2 separate regions of the Mus musculus genome follow, and region 1 is linked to region 2. The links are chromatin contacts, called in public Hi-C maps. All regions are on one chromosome and are shown on one strand. Each heading gives the region's core, a stretch centred on a gene start, on an enhancer-like site or on the middle of the called end of the contact. The rest is flanking DNA. Distances are from core to core; before and after follow the strand shown.

Region 1 (6,934 bases), core at 4,231-6,730, 130 kb after region 2:
TCACAGCAGTAGGTCCCCCCACACCTGGTGTGGGCTATGTGTACTGGAGACTTGAACAGCAACCTTTTCACCAGCAGGTCCATGTATCTCCACTGCACACTGAGGGGAAAGGCAGATTTAGGAGTCCCTCGCTTAACGTCTAACACAGGTGGCAGATTTCTAGCGAGCTGACTCACAAGCTCATAAATCAGAGCAGGAAACATCTGAATGCTCCCTAGCCTTGGAGTCTGCAGATCCTCATCTCAAGCACTGTAAGTAGAGCCTCTTGCCACTGGAGACATGGGCCGTTTGGGTGGGAACAATTAAGAACTGAGGAGAAGGAGAGTGGGTAATGGAGGGAAGGGGTTGTGAGGGTGGGACTGGGAGGAAAAGAGGGAGGGGGACTTCCATCTTGATAGAAACTGAATGAATGAATGAATGAATGAATGAATGAATGAATGAATGAATAATAAAATATATAGGAAAAAAAGTCTTGTTACATAGCTCTGATTGGGTCAGAACTCACTATCCAACACAGGCTAGCTCAATCTTACAGAGATGCCTCTGCCTCTGCCTCTGCCTCTGCCTCTGCCTCTGCCTCTGCCTCTGCCTCCCAGGTGCAGGAATTACAGAGAAGTGCAACCACTCCCTGCTAAACTGAGCATCCCAGTAGAAATTACGATTCCTGCCCTATTCATCCTAAGTGGCTACAGAATGAGCTATGTAAATTACCAGGGCACTCTGGTTAATACCTGTGAAGGAGATAAGTTCTGAAGGAATCTGCTACATAGACTCCACTGGCCTCTGCCATCCTCTCACACCTAAGGTTGCCTGTCTTCAGAACACTCAACCTTCAAGTGCTGAATCCTGTTGTCTCCTTGACTGGGCACTCATGGCCTTGTGTACTGCTGGGGTTAATACCTGGCACTCTTTTCTCCTGATTGACTCGCTCCATCTTTGTAAGCATTGTGTAGTTTTCTTTCCTTTATCTAGAGTTCATTTCTCTCCCAATCAATATTCTTACTGTAAGAGTAGCCAGTACTTCATGCCATGTGGGCCTATAAAAACTGAGATTAAAGCCGGACAGGGGTGGCGCAGGCCTTTAATCCCAGCACTTGGGAGGCAGAGGCAGGCAGATTTCTGAGTTCGAGGCCAGCCTGGTCTACAGAGTGAGTTCCAGGACAGCCAGGGCTACACAGAGAAACCCTGTCTCAAAAAAAAAACCAAAAAACAAAAAACAAAAAAACCTGAGATTAGACTTAGGGTGCCTACATGACTCTACTTCGTGAGTCACCAGTGACCTGGGGCTTTTTCTCTTTGTGCCCATCCATGTCTCATTGGCCCTAAAATTCCTGTGGTTGATTTCTCCACCTTGACCTGCCCCCCTTCCTTTCATTCTTGGAACCCTATATACTCAAAGTTCTTTCTAATTCGACAGTGTGACCTTCTTATTCAATATGAGCATTCCTCTCAAGAATGGAATCATTGAGTCCTCTCTTCTTATTCTGAATTCTCAACCTCATCTTCCACAGAGCCTCAGTTCTTGCCTTTGAGAAGCAGAGTTTGAAGCTGGTTATCTTTCACCAAGTCCCTCTCGCCAGCTCCAGGCCACAAGACTGCTCTGCTGTAAACCTTCACAGAGCAACCCTGCTTAGACCACAAACACTTCTTTAGGTGGCCTCTAAAATCCCTCTCCCATCTTCTCTCTCTCTCTCTCTCTCTCTCTCTCTCTCTCTCTCTCTCTCTCTCTCTCTCTCTCACACACACACACACACACACACACACACACACACACTGATATGACTCACCTACAAATATTTCCTCCCTCCTCTCCATCCTCAGAGTCCTTTACCCACCATCACATCAAACCCTTTGCCCAGTGACGTCTCATTAGCTGCTCAAAGCTTCCATCTTCAAGCTTTCCCACTATGGCATGAAATTTCCTTACTCTAAATTCCACAAGGCTTTGCACATAGAAGGTACTAACAATAAAGATACATCATCACCACAACTGTAGGGAACCAGGTACATCCAGGTTTGATAGACACCAAACCTCCCTTCAATGCTTTCTTACCATCAGCTACTTAGAGCCAAAAAGTACCAAACTTGGCCAGGCACAGATGAGTTCTCTACTACTGCTTCTATTAATACTGCTTCAAGTCATAACAGTATTTCCATTCTGACTCTGCCAAGCATCAAGGTAAGAATTTATAGGGACTATAGCGTTTAACCTTCACTACCACCCTAGGAGATAACATTTAAAACCCCATTTCACAAATGGGACAGCTGAAGCCTGGAGTCCACTGAGTCACTTCCTGCCTTTTAAAGGGCTTGGCTGAATAAAAACAGAGAGTAGGTGTCATTGCAAAGGCAGGGTGTCCTATGGAGTTAAAAGCACCCGGTACCCTGGACAACTTATAAGGGGTTATGACTTGGGCCAATGGCCAGAGGTGCTTCCCTGGGAAAGCCACACATAACTGAGTGGAGGCAATCAGACTAAACCTGCAAACAAGTAAGGAAAAAACACAAAAACCCACCCTATCACATAAGCAGGCTAGCCTTGAGAGTTTCAAGGTTCTTTTGCAAAATAAAATAAGCAAGAACCTGGGGGTTAGAGAGATGGCTCAATGGTTAAGAGCAACAACTGCTCTTCCAAAGGTCATGAGTTCAAATCCCAGCAACCACATGGTGGTTCACAACCATCCATAATGAGATCTGACTCTCTCTTCTGGTGCGTCTGAAGTCAGCTACAGTGTACTTATGTTAAATAAATAAATAAAGCAAGCAAGCAAGCAAGCAAGCAAGCAAGCAAGCACCTTCCTTAGATAGGTGCCTCTGGCCTGCCATCTCCCTGGGTACTGGAAATGAAGAACTCCTGCCGCCTGAAGTCTGCTGGAGAGCTGGGTATCAAGTCCCCCTACTAAGCTGAGTCCCCAGTTTTCATTTGCATTGAAACACAGAAGTTAGGGTACTCATATAAGCAAACCCCTTATAGAATCCCACTCTTAAAAAAATAAATGAAAGGATTCATAGAGCCATATTATCTGTAGAACTTCACAACCATAAATGACTGGTGTGATATTCTAAGTCACCAAAGGCAGAAGTGCTCTGCATCTTCAAATCAAAGAGAGTTTTTCTCTCAGTGTCAACAATTATAAACTAATGATGGTAATTTCTTTAGCCATGTCACACAATGGGGTCACCTTCTCCACAAAACACAATGTTTTTTTTCTCTCTCTCTCCTTCTCCTCCCCCTTCTTCTTAATTTACAGCACCTGAGACAGGACTGTCCCTTGCTTATCGTTTCCTTTTCCCTTCCATTTGCCTGTAATGAACAGAACGCACCAAGCCCTTTCTTGTGGATCGAAATTCTGTCTCCTTCATCATAGCCAGTGTACTATAAACATACAGCTTTTGTGACATCAACGCAAAGTTTTATTGTGCCGTTAGCTTTGACAGAAAGCACTGCAGAAAGTTGTTTAGAAATTAAATATCTAAAACAAGCTATTTTAAAATCCAGGGCCTTCACTATTTCATGTCTGCAATGAAGAAATTTTATCTTGGGGAGAGCAAGCTGTCTTTCACACCATATGGCTAATGGTGGTGCATAGCAATTAGCCAGGCTGATTAATGGTGAACAGATTCTAATTTTATGCTTATAATTGAGGCTGCATTTGCACCCCTGGTGCAAATTCAGCACATCCCAACTTCCACTTACAACAGGCAAGAAATCAAGAGAAATAGGATGGTATGGAAAGTGAGAATTTTTTTTTCCTAAAGCCCCCTAAAGAGCATCAGATTTGCAATTTAAAAGACTGTTAGCCACACAATAGATGACAGGTTTGTGTAATGGGGTCATGGTAGCCTGTAAACAAACAGTACCCCTTCCACATCTATAGGCAGCCGGAGAGAGCAGTAATCTGTAACATTAGCAAGATGACATTTGGAATATGGCTTTCCCTCTTAGCCACTCGGTACAAACAGCGTCATTTGCCTTCCATGGCTTGAGAATTTTATTTTTTGCTATTTTTATGTTTCTGAAAAATAGAGAGAACGCGAGCAGTAAAGCACACCAACCAGCATAATAAAGCACTTTGGACCAATGAATTTTAAAAACAAGGAAAATATAAACTGCATTAATAGAGGGGGGCCCTGCGCATGAGAGGCATAATATATCTCTAAGTAGTTCAGGAATAGAATTCTCTCCAGCATAATCCAAACATATGCAGATACGAAATGCAAATCGATGATGTATAGCTAGTGCTTGGCCTGTTCCTGAAATCCATCTTCCTGTTTCCTGTTCTGCTACAGCCACACGCAGCTCTACATGGAGAGGGCAGTCTAATGGCGTGTTAATTGTAGAAGGCTAAAATGATAGAGCTGTGGTTGGGGGAACAGTAACACAGACGAGGTTACGATTTACTTAGGTTACATTTTTTAAACCGGGGCTTGCTCCTTTCCTTCTAAAAAGGTGCCACTCAGCCAGATTATATCCAGGTCATACACACAGGGTAAAACTAACTCGTTCTACTGATGAAGAAATTCCACCCTGTTTAGGAGTGTTCCACTACTGTCTTAAGTCTGGAGGAAAAAAAAAAACAACCTGGTTTTTAGAATAATTAACAGGTTTTATAAATCACTGAAGTGAAAATGTGTGAAGCGCTTATATATCTTAGAACTATAAATCAGAAGTATTTCTAAAAAGAAAAAAAGCAGAATTTTTATAGATACAAATGTTAATGTTTGGGATGTCACTCGGAAAACACAACACACTTTTGAGTCTTTTTCCACCTGTAGAGTTGTAAGATTGTTTGCCCCAAGAGTCCATGAGTGGCCGGTAAGGGCTTCCCATGCTGAGAAGGCAGCTGAAGACCCATGTAGACTGGTCAGTGACATTCACCAGCCAAACACACATTGTGCCAGAGAGAGGCTGCTCAGCTAACAAAGCAATTAGGAACTCTCCTCTGATGTCAAGTGTGGCATCTCCCTGCTTTATCTAATTACTTGGGAGATGTTGAGAGCAAAATGCTGGGTTATTTTACAAGGAATAAGAGTGTAAGTTAAAAGGCTGCCCTTATCCCTCTGCTGCATAGGCCTGGCTGAGGCCACCAAGGGGCACTGTGGTCTCAGATGACACTTCAGCATGATCACAGCAGAAAGAGATTCATCTGTGAGGAACATGAATTATTAGACCTTTTGTGGTCTCCTTTTCATTTTCCTTCCCCCAAAACCCCAAAGCAAACCACCCCCAAGAAATATTAGCTTCATGCTCAGATATGAACAGGATTACTAAAAGACCATCTACAGGAGAAAAGAAGAGACAGAGAGAGACAGAGACAGAAAGAGACAGAGATGAGTTTAGGCTCAGGTATGGGGTGTTATAGTAAGCAGAACTCAAAGGAGGAAGTATGACTTTCAAGTTGCCCCCAACAGAAGCCTCTGCTGACTTCAAGAGAACTCATATTTTACTAAGCATGCAGATGAGTGCAAATGTCACCAAAAAGGAAATTATACTCTATGTCACTCCACTGCGAAGGAAGAGGGAGGTTGCTGCTCTGTGGCCATGAACAGTGAGGTACCAAAAAACGCAAACTAATGTCTCCCAAGATGAAATGTAATAAACAACTGAGAACCGACATGATCCTTGACCAAATTACCAAATGTGTCTGATAATTCTTCCAGACCATTTACCAAACGCAAAATAAACATATTCCCCACCCCCCAATGGAACTGATTTCACCTAGACTTGAGATCCAAATTCATCTTTACTTCAGAGAGAGAAAGAGAGAGGAAATTTCTTACCTGCACATGATCTCGTGTGTGAGCAATACTCGGCACATTTCAGGGTTCTTGTCTTGGCCTTCATACACTATGGCCTGAAAGTAAAGGCATGTTTTTAGCTAAAAATAGAAACAAGTAGCAGAGGGTTATGTATAACAATCCCGTTCTTCACTGCCTCGCCCCTGCTGGGGGCCAATTAACTTTTAGGAGCAAAAAGCCTCACTGGGCTGATTATTTCAGGACACATTGGTCAGGATCAGCCCAAATTGAGTGGAATGGGATCTGATCCTCTCTGCCCTATCAGCCACCTCATTATGCACATCTTTGGACCAAAGCATGTGATAGGCATCTGTTGTCAAGACAACCATAATTCTCTTTTCAATACAGAATAAAAATAAGTCTAATCAATAAAGAGGGGAGATCCAGAAGGCTGAAGAGGTTGCAATATTTTGTATTTCAAATGGAGAGAGGCCATGTGCGTTTGATCGGCCAGCCACGTACATTTGCTTCCGCACTGCTCCCAGCGTGTTCTACTGGAAAGTAGCAGGAAATGGGTATGGGGAAAGCTGGATGTCTATGCATCGTCAAAGTCATTTCTGAAGCGATTCCATCAGGGGAAACCCCCTCTTCCTACCGAGAGGCTGAGAGCAAGCGCTTTTGCAGGGTGTACACCCGCCCAGAAGGGAACCCTTGCCAGCATATGCTGTGTGGGGGGGTGAAATCACAGAGTCAGCTCCTTAAGCAGAGAATTACATCTCACTCTCAAAATCTGGATTCCCTCAACCGCCAGCCACGGGCGCTTTGCTCTCTTTTCCTTTTTGCAACACAATCACATTTTGCTTTGGGACACCCACCAAGTTCCCCAAAACCTCAAGCTTGCTCATGGACCTACAGGTCACTGTCCCAGCCAAAGAGACACACAACGCTATTGGTAGACTGGGCTTCTGCATCAGCATACATTTAACTCACTTAACACTGTATCACTGCATAATACTAATATAACACAGCTTCAAATTGTTAATAAAATTACTTTCACACATTCACAGAACCCTCAGTTTCTTAGTGACAAAAACTATTTAAATTAACCAGAGGTTATTCTTATTATTATGTGGTTCATAAAAGGACTTCTGTGCCTAACTGGTCATTCTCATGCACCATGGTTTTGAACTTGGAG
Region 2 (6,603 bases), core at 3,704-6,203:
CTGAGCAGGTTCAAGTCCTCTATGGCCTTCATTCCCTGCTGAACACACACACTCACTACTCCTGCTGTTATGAAACACTGTCAAGAGGGAGAAGCACAGAGACCAGCAGAGGACTATGTTGAAGCATTTTCCAAAACAGCCCATCACCAGCAAGCAATTTCTTAGCTGGCAAAAATAAAATAAAATAAAATAAAATAAAATAAAATAAAATAAAATAAAACCTATCCAATCTAGACTTGGCTGTCCAATCGGAGAACAGATCTTAAATCATGTGGAGTCTCCCCACCCTGATCCAAGAATCCCACATTCTACTTCTCACAGGTTAGACATCCATCCCACAGTAGATTAGGAGAGCAGATCTATTCTTGGCAATCCCAGTCTCCAGTTCAATCCAGACCTGAAGGGGGAGGAAGCGTTCTTGTGCTCAGTCATGTTTGAGCCTCTCTCCTGCACAACACCATTTTCCACTTGGGAGATTCATGTTGCACCACTTTTAAGCAATTCCCAGAGGTGTATGAGGGTGCCTGGTCCCAGATGTTTCCCCATCACTCTTCAGTAACATGGAAAATTCCAGGCTATCCTCTACAGGGTGTGAGTAAAGGAGACATGGATTGTTGACGCTTGTCTCTTTCCTGGCCTGAAGATCTCTAAATAAGACTCATGAAATTGGCTTCTCTTGACATTCCTGCCCACTTCAAGACTGCCATTCACCTCAGGACTATGGAGGGAGTGTGGCTTTGGGTACCTCCATCATTCATTCATTCTTAATGAGTATTCCCAATGTGAAGTAAGCAGTAGAGGCTGGAAGCCCCGAGCCAGGAGTCAATAGAAACTGGGAATTCTCCATACTAATATTTCTCAACAAAATTTTGCTCACAGAGACATTCTCCTATCACAGTCTGGGGCTATTCATTGACTGCTACTGAGTCCAGCCTTGATGGAACCAAAAACCACCCAAACAAACAAACAAACAAAAGAAACCCATCATCCCTTGATTCCTATGGAAAGTGCCCAGTACCTTAGTCACAGGAAGGCACTATTTTGAGATATACAAAGAATCACAATAAGTCACATTGGTGAAATTGGCACTGATCTGAGAACCATGAGGAAGGCAAAGGACTAATTTCTTGATAGCCTGGGAGATGACAACCATAGGTGACATCTTTCAGTATGAGGAAGAGGAGGACATCAATGAGTGACCCAAAGCCTCTGAAATCTTGTCATAGCTCAACATCATGGAAGAGTGTGGGGTCCACTAGAGGAGCTTGTCTATAAGGCAACCCTTCTCTTCTCATTCCAACTCACACTCATACCTCTGATTCCCATCTTCCAACTATAGGCACAGGCAGGTACAAGCCAACTGCAGAGAAAAGTCCCTGGTACCCAAGCACCTGCCAGTTGTCACCAGGATGGAACAGAAACTGAAGGATAAAACTGAAGCTTCAGTTTCTGGACTTCCTGATGTTCTGAGAGAAGTTGGCTATTGGATCTTAACACAAATCTTCCAATTCTAAAATATTAATCCAAACTTAGACATTTAAGCCAAGAAAACGCATCTGTCAACTGAACCCTGTGTGTGGCTTGCCGCTGTGCAATCACCCATGCTTTGATTCACATATTGCCAGATGAGACCGGACTTTTACATCATTTCTCTTTTCACTTAGTGAGCTGTGACTTCCCAAGTCGACTATAAATACACTTTTGACCCTGACACACTTTTGGCCGGGTCTGCCTTCCCCTGTCATTCATTTATCACTCAGGCACTGGATTTTTACATTGCCCTGTTTAACAACAGCTATGAGCAGATGTAACATTTCCCAAATGATAGAATATTATAAAGACAAGAGGGGGAATTAGGTGTCAACCTTAGGCAATGTTGTTCCTTTACATTCTGGGGTTTGTTGCTCTTTGTCTTGTTTCTAGCAGGTGCACGTTTGTAATGGGGATTTCTCACTTAATTGCTAAATCTTCCAGGCCACAGTAAAATCTATCATAGACCAGACATGAGTATGCTAATTCCTCATCTCTCCCATAATATACTCATTCAATGTGGTCTTCTTCCCGCCAATGTGCATTCCTAAATGCCATTAATAGTAATGGGAGTGAAATGCAAACTATGACTAAGTAGGCCCTAGTGCATGAAATAGAGTCTCAACCACAAAGACAAGCTGCCACACAGCTCACTGCTGGGCACTAAATTAGGGGCTGGTGCCTCTCTGGTTTGGACCAAGACAAATAAAAACAAGTTGGGGAGCGGAGTCTTGTTCTCTGCTTAGCCACTACCAAAACTGTCCCTGGCTTGCAGATAAACACAGCTTCCCAACAGGCACAGAGTGCAGTGAGATGCAAGCACCAGGTCTCGGAGGGAATTAATGAAACACAACTAAGCCAACTCAATCCAGCTGCCCTTTAGCCGTCCTGTCCACCAAAAGACACTGTTTTAAAAACCGCCATCCTTTATTCAAGGAAAAAAAAAGAAGTCCACTCTGGAGCACTGGGGGAGATTTTTTGGTTTGGTTTTTTTTTTTCCTTTCTTTCTTTCTTTCTTTTTCATCCTGAAAGTCCAGGATGGCTTTGGCATAATGAAGGTCATATCTTCTAACCGTGGTAATGTTCACACAGGAACCTGAGCTCCAGGCTGGGCCAGGCTGGCTTCTCAGTATCCCTCTGCAGAAGGTGTTGCCGATTAAACTATCACATTTCAAAGGGCTCCTTACAGTAAATAGGAAAGAAAAGAAAAAAGAGATCCAAGGCCTTTTGTTAGTCAAAAAGCTAGGGAAAGGCGATAATTAACCCATTTTTGTAGAGAAATCATTTGGACAAAAGTCAAGGGATTTACCACCCTGTCAATTGTTAAGTCTAGATAAGGACATTATATTCTATGACACAAAGGGTGACTGGACAGGGAGGGTAGCTGGAAAGTAGGGCATTACTCCTACTTTACCTCATATCTGGAAAAAAAAAGATTTTTTTTTTTTTTGTCATGCAGTGTCCTACACTGATGGACTACAGGATTTCCCCTCCCTCCCTTGCATTAAAACATAACTTCAGAGCCTGGCTTTTTGCATTCTGTTAAATATTCAAAGGTATTGTGCAATTAGCATGTCATTAATGAATAATTAATTACAGCTAAAGCAGCCTTCAGACTTTTTGCAGCTAAATTATTTAAACAGCAAATACAACAATACAGCGCCTTTCTGTGGCTTGGTGTTTTGTTATTGTTTTATTCGAAAGGACAGTGATATCACACTTTTCATTAGTTGTATGAATTATGTGCCACAAAAGCTGTTTTCATTTTTTTCCCTCTCCTTACCTAAAAGTTGCTTCATCTGCCCTAAAAGGAAAAAATTAATTCAGTTCAGATTCAATTTCCTAAGAATTAATTGGCTGCAAATATCTGAACACTGTAGCTGGGGATAGAAGGATCAGATATCTGGACTTAAAAGAGAAAAGTGAACCTACTTCAATCTGTTCTTTTAAAATGACTTGCACAAAACTTCTTTTTTTCTAGATATTCAGATATTCAATTACCACTTTTGAATAAGGAAATTATATATATATGTATATATATATATGTGTATATATATATATATACATATATATATATATATATATATATCCACTGAGTACTACATAGCTCTGCATTCAATAGGTAAGAGTTAAACAGAAAGTAATTTGTTGCTACTTGCAGGCATACATCACCAGTAAGATGTGTGTTCCCATTTAAAGGCTGCACATCTGGGATCAGTTGACGTATCCATCTGCTAACTACCCCAGTAAACAGTATGTCTGGGACCGTCAAACTCCTGCATCCATCACAAATTCCTGCTTTAATTGTGTGTTTACGTGGCAAACCTCTGCTTAAGTATATTTTAATACTGTTTTAAGCAGTTGTAATTGCTCCTTTCTTCTCCATAGTAACTCCAACACGTTTTATTTACCATTACGACAGACTGGGATTCTGCTAGCCCCATAGATAAATAAAGACATAAACCCTCATCCTGTACCAGAAAGAAACAGCAGAAGCTGTGAGGCCAAAACCAAGGGCTTTGATCTCCCAGCCCAGACATCATGGGTCTCTTGCATGAAATCAGTGCTTTGAGTCACAAGTTCAAATCTCTGCAAGGCCACTTCTGTCTTGCTCTATATTTTCAACTGGAGGAAAGGAATGGAGGAGGAGGAGGAGGAGGAGGAGGAGGAGGAGGAGGAGGAGGAGGAGGAGGAGGAGGAAAGCTTTGAAGAGAATAGTCAAACCTCTTACCTTGAGAAAGATAAGAAGCCAGCCACAGGTTTCCTTCATTGTCTTTAAGGATTGTTAATGTTCTGTGTATTAGAGAGTGAGAACTTCAAAGTTTTATAAGAGCTGGGCATCTTAAGGTTTAGGAGAGTGGATGGGGACAACGGGAGGGATTAACATGTGCTGAGGATGCCTAAAGTCACGTAGTGTAGCCTTAGATCTTACTGAAATGTTTTCATCGTCTCTTGATTGTGTTGGGAATGTGGGGAGCAGAGGCATCCCTGTTGCCATTCATGGCACAAGTCTGGAGGTTCCAAGAACAACTTTTAAGAACCACTTCTACCCTCCCACCATGTGGATTCCAGGGAAGATACTCAAGTCACTGCCCTTACCACCTGGTCCATCTTGCTGCCCCCTGAGCTGACTTTAAAGCTAGGATTTCATAATTGAGTTTACTAACAACCTGAAATCACAAGAAAATGGACGAGAAAGGGGAGGGGAGGGAAAGAGAAGAAGGCAAGGGCAAAAATGAAGGGGAAAACAAAAAGAAGAGGAGAGAGCAGCAGCCTCCATAATTAGGGAGAACTATGCAGAGGTCCCCTCACACAAGAGGGGATTTTACTATATTTTTCCAGCCTGCCCAACATATATATGTATAGCAGGATGTCAGACTTCACACGGTACTGTTTGGCCACTCCTCGGGTTTGAGGAACTGAAAATCTTGTGTGCCTGTGTATTATTGTACTGATGCAAATAGTGGACTTTTCTACTCGATTGACCATCATTTTCTCAGGCTGTTCTGTTTGCCACTTTCGGTTCCTACCTCATCTGTAAACGCTCACATAGTCATGGGGCAGAGCAGGGCACAGCCTCGGGGCTGCCAGCTGAGGACCCTCCTTTAGAGTTCAGGACTTACTTCCGATCAATCCAGTTAAATCACGGGTTGAATAGAAGCCGATCACCGAGGCCAGAGAGACTGGCTTGTCGAAGACACGGATTTCCAAGACTCTCAGCAAAGATGCTGGAGGCCGCTTTTTGCCTTGAGAATACTGAATGCAACTCCAAATTGCTTTTAATTCATTTGCCTTTGTGAGTTGGCCCCGTGAAAATGGATAAACCATCGCGTGTGAGGAATTGTTCTTCAGGGTGGCCCCTACTTAACAAGAGGGTGCTGTTTGATCTGTTTGATAATGATTACTGGTGTCTGTTCAGGCCTAAAGAGAAATAGGGGGTTTACTTCAGCAACCTCAAGCTTCCTGCCAAGCCAGTGCAGGCTGGTAAGAGTGTGGCAGGCGCAGAGGTCGTATGGCCCGCTAACCTCTTGGACAGTCTCTCTGTGTCTGTGACTAGGAAGCACTGAACACTCTTTCTGGACACCAACCTATGAGCACAAGTCCAAGATGGAGACACTCTGCACTTCTTGCCTACTCATTCCTCAGACCATTTTTCACTAGGACTTGTGGAGCCTTGAATACACATAAAAGGAAACTGAATTACTACTAAGGGGGAAATAACCTGAATCAACACAGGCCGGTGTGTGCCGGGTCTATTTTTATCCTGCAATCCTCAGAGGGGAGCGGGCACTGCAGAGAAGTAACTGGAATGCATTTATATCAACTTTAGACCTTATATCCAGTAATTGGCAGAGGTAAGATTCAAACTCAGGTCTCAGTCAACAGCATAAAACTTCAGCCCTCCCTGTTTGGTATCACCAGTAGCCAAGCCACATTGTTTTGTCCAGCACAAAACAGCCAGGGTTTCACATGAGGTCAAATTGGTTTCAAGCCAATTTCAACCCGTGCAAGCAAGGGTTAGACTTGCAAATGAACCCATCCTACCCTGTTCTGATGTTTCAGAAAACTCCTGCAAACTCTCTGCTGCTCATCTTTGGAAGCCATGTAAAATGATGGAGTCCCATCTCAGTCACCACCTTTCCCTGAGAGACACAGGATTTCTGATTGCAGTTGATGGTTTTTCTAGGACAGATCTCTGCTGGCTAATTATACCCTCATGGAATGAGTGTTGCCTGCACTGGAGAGGTTCATAGGTACTGTAGGTTTAGGCAGCAACCAAAACGAAAAGAAAGAACAGGATGATGCTTAATTATGAAATATCTGAAGGGGGTTAACTGTAATAATAACCATCCATCCATCATCCATCTCTTCATTAATTTAGGAACGACAAATACTTACTGGTTTTATTTGCTATTTATATGCTGCAAACTCCTGCTTGGAGGTGGTAGACACTGAATTTAATTAATAAATCAGCATTTGTGTCCATATTTGTATGTATCTACGTGCATATGCATATGTCCTTATGTGTTAGTGTATACATATGTGTGTGCCCATGTATCTGTAAATGTATGT

Evidence for each region. Hi-C and Micro-C count contacts between places; a contact is called where the count stands out from the background.
Region 1: a Hi-C map of centroblasts shows a contact between it and region 2, with 3 times the contacts expected there. The contact joins two enhancer-like sites. A contact is called at or near these places in 1 of 15 datasets of contacts at CTCF or cohesin (the NIH/3T3 cell line), 19 of 484 Hi-C or Micro-C datasets (B cells, the C10 cell line, the C2C12 cell line and 10 more), 11 of 115 datasets of contacts at active chromatin or transcription factors (the 230-238 cell line, embryonic forebrain, embryonic hindbrain and 6 more) and 4 of 9 other capture datasets (adipose tissue, embryonic tail, embryonic trunk and 1 more).

Annotation. Positions count from the first base shown.
Region 1 is chr11:44,631,672-44,638,605 of GRCm38.p6, reverse strand. It overlaps Ebf1 (early B cell factor 1), which reads right to left. Exons shown (of 16, transcript NM_007897.3): 5 at 5,782-5,855. Among named protein-coding and RNA genes, the nearest start is that of Ebf1, 17 kb to the right of the region's middle. Within about 2 kb of position 5,480, at least 11 of the 459 cell types and tissues checked have an H3K27ac peak or open chromatin away from gene starts, as enhancers often do. A contact at or near this core is called in B cells, the CH12 cell line, centroblasts and 2 more, where this site is marked.
Region 2 is chr11:44,763,616-44,770,218 of GRCm38.p6, reverse strand. All of the region lies in intron 6 of Ebf1 (early B cell factor 1), which reads right to left. Among named protein-coding and RNA genes, the nearest start is that of Ebf1, 150 kb to the right of the region's middle. Within about 2 kb of position 4,953, at least 23 of the 459 cell types and tissues checked have an H3K27ac peak or open chromatin away from gene starts, as enhancers often do. A contact at or near this core is called in B cells, the CH12 cell line, centroblasts and 2 more, where this site is marked.